Regions from separate parts of the Mus musculus genome. Here region 1 is linked to region 2. The links are chromatin contacts, called in public promoter capture Hi-C maps. All regions are on one chromosome and are shown on one strand. Each heading gives the region's core, a stretch centred on a gene start, on an enhancer-like site or on the middle of the called end of the contact. The rest is flanking DNA. Distances are from core to core; before and after follow the strand shown.

Region 1 (3,248 bases), core at 530-3,029, 330 kb before region 2:
CAAGACACCCTTACAGAGAATGTCTGCTCTGTGGATGGTACTAGGGGACAGACGGAAGTGTGCATAATCTGGACGCCTAAAAAAGTGTCAATCAATCCATTCACACAAGCGTCACCCTAACACTGGGAAAGAAATCTTCTGAATCTAGAAGGGACCGCCTAGGAGGACCAGCGATGGTGCCCAGGCCTGCTGGGAAGGTAAACCACCCCAGGAATGCACACAGCTTCCCTGCCAAAGCTTCACATCAGTGTGGTTAGAAGTAGAAACTTCCCTTGTAATGTGCAGAGGTGGGGTCTCTGGGAAGTAGAAAAGGTGAGTAGGCAGAGCCTCCACTCGTGAACAAGAGGACCGAGACAGAGAGGATAATCCCCTGGGACTATTCGGTCGGAGGTCTGATCAACACAAGCTACCAACATTCCCACCATCAGACTTTGTAAGGCAGACAGCTAAGCAGCTCTTCTCAAAACCATCAGCCGACCTCCAGCAAGACTTGTTAATGGCACCAGCAACGAGCACAGTGAGGTGCTGTGATGGGCAGAGACAGTGAACAGTGCTGAGCAAGGGCTCCCAACACTCCTGCTCCCGGGACCTCAGGAGGGGGCTTCTGAGACAGCAGAATAGGACGTCAGGCTAACGGTTTCCATCACTGGGGCAATATGACAATTTCATTTAAACTTCTTTAAAATTTTCATTCATCAGCCACGTGTGGTGGCACATGCCTTTAATCCCAGCACTCGGGAGGTAGAGGCAGGCGAATTTCTGAGTTCAAGGCCAGCCTGGTCTACAAAGTGAGTTCCAGGACAGCCAGGGCTACACAGAGAAACCCTGTCTCGAAATAAATAAATAAATAAATAAATAAATAAATAAATAAATAAATAAGGATCCTGGGGACTGAAGCCAAGTCATGAGGCTTGGCAGGAAGGACCTTTACCCACTGGGCCACCTCTCCAGCCTTACTATCATTGTATATTGAGTCTATTTAGGGCATTTTTCTTTAGGGTCTGGTGAGATGGCTCAGCAGATAAAAAGGTTACTGAACAAGTCCAGCAACCTGAGTTTAATTCCTGCAAGTGACTCCACAAAGCAGTTCTATTTGGTCTCCCATCGAACCAGGCCCCATACACACGAGGCCCACCTGCAGCTGCTTCCTGAGAGCTGGGATAAGTGTGTGCCTGCACCACCACCTCCAGCACACACTATTACCTACTTTGGCTGCCAGATTGCTACCATCCCAGGGACCCGCCCAGTAGGAGAAAAATCAACAAGCTGTCCTCTATTCCCACACATACTCAGACACGTACACACACACAAATGAATGTAAAAATACTTAACAGGGCCAGGCAATGCTGGCCTTTAATCCCAGCACCTGGGAGGCAGAGGCAGGCGGATTTCTGAGTTCAAGGCCAGCCTGGTCTACAGAGTGAGTTCCAGGACAGCCAGGGCTACAGAGAAACCCTGTCTCAAAAAACCAAAACCAAAACAAAAAAACCAAAACCAGCTTAACAGGGCAGGTGGGGTTGGGAGGGAGAAATGACTGGAATTGGGCTGAGGTGGAAATCTAGTGCAGTGGGAACCCCATGGAACCTGGCGAAGACTCCATGATGGGGAACATGGATCGTGAACCGGCCATCTTATATAACCAGACAAGGCCAGGAGTGGAGTGATCGGGACACCAACCCAGCCATAAAACCTTTGACCTACAGTTTGTCCTGCCTGCAGACTCTGGGGCCAGTGCTTAACAGAATTGTCATTAAAAAGACCAAGAGACTTTGCCCCACAACTGATGGGAGCAGATGCAGAGCCCCACAGCCAAACACTGAGCAGAGCTTGGGAGTCCTTCAGGGGCAGGAGGAAAGCCTGGAGGAGCCAAAGGGGCTGGGGATACACTAGGAGAACAAGGCCCACAGAATCAACTGACTGGGCCTCACGGGGCCTCACAGAGGTCACGAGTCTCTCAGGGTCTGACTCTGTATATATGCTATGGAGAGTAGCTTGGTCTTCTTGTAGGAATCCTGACAATGGGGAATGAGGGGCTGACCCTGACTCTTGCCTTCTCTTCTTCCTGGGTTGCCTTGATGTGATGCTATGTGTCTGATCTTAATGTAGCTTTGTTATGCCGCGTAAGCCTGATGTTCCTAGGCCTGTTCTTTTGGAGGGTAGGCAGGGGGGGCAGGAGATAGGTCAAGGCGGACACTGCAATTGGGATGTGGATAAGAGAGAAGAATGTGAAACTGTGACAGGTATGTGATGCACGCCTGCAGCCTCAGTACTCGGGAAGTGGAGTCAGGAGGATTGTTGAGTGTGAGGCCAGCTTGCACCGTAGAGTACAACTGTGGAATGGCTGCCTTGGCAAAAACATGATTACTTTTGCTCTCTGGTGTGTAGCATCCTTCACCCAATAAACTACAGCTTCACTGAGAATTTCCCTTGTGCCAACAGATACAGCAAGCACCATGAGCAGAACTATCCAAGTGGATCACTTTCTCCAGTTAGTTATACAGCTGCTCAGAATACAAAAGGACTGGACCGACCCAGCGTCTCTACCTGGAACCCCAGCAGTCAAGAGGCAGAGGCAGGAATTCACTATGAATTCAGTTTGAGATACATAGTTAGGTTTCAGGGGCAGCCTGCACCGGGTAATGTTTCCAGCTGCCTCCTCTACTCAGTCAGAAGGCCTCATCTTACAGGGGTACCATGGTCAGTTCACCTCAGCCTGTAACTCCTCTAACTCTAGCTCCAGGGGATCTGACAGCTATGGCTTCTGGGGACACTGCACACACACACACACAATTAAATTCCAGGGTAAAGCTGGTTGTAGTGGTGCACTTTAATCCCACTACTTGGGAGGCAGAGACGGTGAGTCTCTATGAGTTCAAGGCCAACCTGATCTACTTAAGTTCTGAGTCACAGCCCTGAGTCCTTGCCATAAATGAATGAATGAATGAATGGATGGATAAATGGTGGGAAAGGGATCTATGGGAATGTGAAACACCACCAGGGACTCCCTCAGGAACCCACTTCGCCAACCAGGAAGCCCCTAGAAATAAGCACACAAATATAGTGTTGCCAATTAACCACAATGTGTGTGATGGACCATGCTGAGCCGTTAAAGTCAGAAAACGGGCTGGAGAGGCGGCTCAATACCGCCTGCTCTTACAGAGGGCCCGGAGTTCAGTTACCAGCATCCACAACACGGCTCGCGAGCATCCGTAATCCCAGCTCCAGGGTATCTCCTGTAACCTCCATGG
Region 2 (3,143 bases), core at 601-3,100:
TTCTGTGTCTCTTGAGGGTGGGATTAAAGATGTGTGTTACCACACCCAACTGCTCAGCAAACTGCTTTAACATACCTCTAGGTAGCCCCTGATGTACCTTGATATCAAGATACAGGGATAATGGTGCATTTCTAGCTAGACAGTGGTGCTAAAGCCATAAGCAGGGAATTCCTGTATTACCCAGCAATGGGAAAGAGGTTGACTCAAACACAGCCCTCATCTTACAGAGAAGGCAGCTGACAGTCAGACATGGGGGTACACACCTTTAATCCCATTATCAGGAGGCAGAGACAGGTAGATCTCTGAGTTTGAAACCAACTTGCTTTACAGAGCAAACTCCAGGACAACCAGGGCTACACATAGAGAAACCCTGTCTCAAAAAAAAAAATCAATAAAATAATAATAGTAATAAAGTTATGCATGAGCCAAATAGACACCAACGAGCATGCCCCCATATGATGGCTAGTTTTGGTGGTCAACTGAATATTTGAAATTAACTGGGACCCAAACTGCTGGGCACACTTGTGAGGAAGTTTAAAAAAAATTATTTATTTATTTATTATATGCAAGTACACTGTAGCTGTCTTCAGAGGCACCAGTAGAGGGCATCAAACCCCATTACAGATGGTTGTGAGCCACCATGTGGTTGCTGGAATTTGAACTCAGGACTTTGGGAAGAGCTGTCAGTGCTCTTAACCGCTGAGCCATCTCTCCAGCCCTGTGAGGGATTTTCTTAATCAGATTATTTGAAGGAGGAAGAGCCATCCTAAATCACCTTCTGGTGGCAGCCCAGATAAAAGAAATGGAAAAAGAAACCATGATTTGTGCCTGCTGGACCTCACCCTCACCGGCAAAACCATTTATTTTATGGCATTGCTGAAGTTTTCCTTTCAGTATTCAAATCAATTTCTTTAGGATTCCAACAGAGACTGAAGCTCGGCGGCTCTTTAGGAATGGCCCAGGACTACAGCACCAGATCAGAACTGCTGAGACAACCAGCCTCGTGGACGGAACAGTACCAAATTCTCCTTGCCATTTCTGTCATAAGACAGCTATTATTGAACTACGCAGATCACAGCCTGTAAGCCGGTCTAATAAAATCTCCTCTATTCCATACTCATTCAATCAGTTCTGTTCCTTTAGAGATCCCTTAATAAACTCAGGAACACAGATTTTTCTCCCTGAATAACTTGCTCCACCATGAAGACCGATTTATGAAGTTCTGATAATTACAGGACAAAGGAAAGTCAAACCCAAAGAAGTCGTCAAACACATTGGCGGGAATGTCATGTAGGTAGGTTGCAGTGACGCAGGAGAATCTGTTCCTTGTCTCGATTCTATCTGAAGATATTCTTAGCCTCCAGGCGATGGAAAGCAAGTGGTCAGCAGAGCCACGCGTCCTAAGTTTTACGCGATAGTGTCAGGACCAAGGCAACTTACAGGCAGAGCCCAGGACTCGCTGCATGCGAGCGAGTTTGAACAGATCCCCCAAAACTCGCAGGTGCACACACAAGGAATATTAGCTTGAGAATGACAAGCTAATATTCCCTCCTGGCCCCTGTTAAAGCCACACATGCACCCAGAGGTGTCTATGAAGCGGATTCTAGGACTTGTGGGTAATAAATACAGTGCGTGGCTCATCGGAGGTGCTCACTTGTTCGTTGAGAGGATCAATTCAAGCTTCTCAACACTTTTGTGAAATAGGATGGAAATTTCATAGCTTAGGCGCCACGACCATGCATATTGGCCCTCAGCTCTGCAGGTGGCGCTGGAGGACTCGGTTAGATGATCTGGGGGCGGGACTTCCTGTTTCTCGGGCGAACTTCCGGCCTGATCCGGAAAACAGTTTAGTCTGCTCCAACAGTTGTGGGTGGCGGCGTTGAGGTTCGGCACTCTGGCTCCTTTGCGGCCCCGGGGTCAGGTGAGGCTGTTGCGGGAATGCTGAGAGCACGTGGCAGACCACGTGGCTATAGAGACTGGTCGATTACAGCGCTGAGGCTCGTCCTAGATGCTGGCCACGAGGGAGGGCGGTCCGGGAACACTTGTGGTTACTACACACCGGTTTTCAGTTCAGACTCTAAATTCAGCGCCTTCACGTCTTGTCCAGCGGGTACTAGTGCTCTGCTGGTGCTCTTATTGCGGATGTTAGATTTAATTTTTACTAAAAATGAGGGCTGACTTGACAGTTACTGCTTCTAAAGAGTTCCTGCATTTATTCAGCCCACGGGCATTTTCGGAGAAGCCTGTGTTTGGCAGTGGGGAAGCAGGAATAGTACGCAGCCCATGTCCACAGAGGGGTGGAAGAAAGTCAGCCTGCTACTGTCATGCGCAGCGCGTTGATGAACGCTCAGCCTTCATCGGCATCACTTGGTCCTCCACACTCTCCCCTTTGTATATTCTGTGGTTGCTTATCTCTTTGGCACTTTACCTGCCACGAGGCCTTTTGCGATCACTTTCTCCCCAGCCCCTCTTCCAAGGTGTGAGCAGAGATATCTGTCTGGCTGCCCTCAAGAGAGTGAGCAGTCCTTGGGCAGCCCTGCTGACGCGCTGGCATTAGGCATAGTCTGGTCTTTATCTGCTACCTTGTAGTGGTCTCCCCTACTGTGTTCTGAGAACCCTGGTGCACTGTTGAGACTCCTAATGAAGGCGTGTGTAACGTTAGATACATTCTCTCCAGGATGGACTTCCCTGGCACCCTGCGCCCTTCATTGTTTAAGGCCGGTCCACTTGGCATGACTGATGGCCCTGACCTGTCCTTCATGTGCAGCTGGAGAGATGCACTGACCCTGCCAGGGTCCCAGCCACAGAACTGCAAGGTGAGGATGGAAATAGGGTCCTTTCCTTGGTCTGTTCCTCCTCCTTGCTCACTTATTGGGAAAAGAGGTCTAGGCAGCTGCTACTTGAGCTGCGCACCGGTTGCCCTGCTGTCCAGACAGTGTCTCTCAACAGAGGCTGTGGCTCCTCTTTCCTCGCTCCCTCTCCCTGGGTTCAGCAGGTGTTTATGTGTTGGGGTCCTTACAGGCCCAGGAGCCCAGCATGAGGAAGTCAGGCAACCCCACCTAAGGGACTTCCAGTTATGGTGAGAGACTGTACACCAACGGGCAGACCTTTTATAGTGTGGCCTTGACTTGCCTGAATTAGTG

Evidence for each region. Promoter capture Hi-C pulls out the DNA fragments that hold promoters and counts their contacts.
Region 1: a promoter capture Hi-C map of liver shows a contact between it and region 2, with 2.3 times the contacts expected there. The contact joins the enhancer-like site here to the promoter of Taf1c in region 2. A contact is called at or near these places in 5 of 39 promoter capture datasets (HPC-7-derived erythroid cells, hippocampal neurons, liver and 1 more), 1 of 115 datasets of contacts at active chromatin or transcription factors (microglia) and 2 of 9 other capture datasets (adipose tissue and liver).

Annotation. Positions count from the first base shown.
Region 1 is chr8:119,932,337-119,935,584 of GRCm38.p6, reverse strand. All of the region lies in intron 2 of Usp10 (ubiquitin specific peptidase 10), which reads right to left. Among named protein-coding and RNA genes, the nearest start is that of Usp10, 24 kb to the right of the region's middle. Within about 2 kb of position 1,779, at least 6 of the 459 cell types and tissues checked have an H3K27ac peak or open chromatin away from gene starts, as enhancers often do. A contact at or near this core is called in liver, where this site is marked.
Region 2 is chr8:119,603,913-119,607,055 of GRCm38.p6, reverse strand. It overlaps Taf1c (TATA-box binding protein associated factor, RNA polymerase I, C), which reads left to right and starts at 1,850. Exons shown (of 15, transcript NM_021441.3): 1 at 1,850-1,921; 2 at 2,678-2,816. The coding sequence starts at 2,679.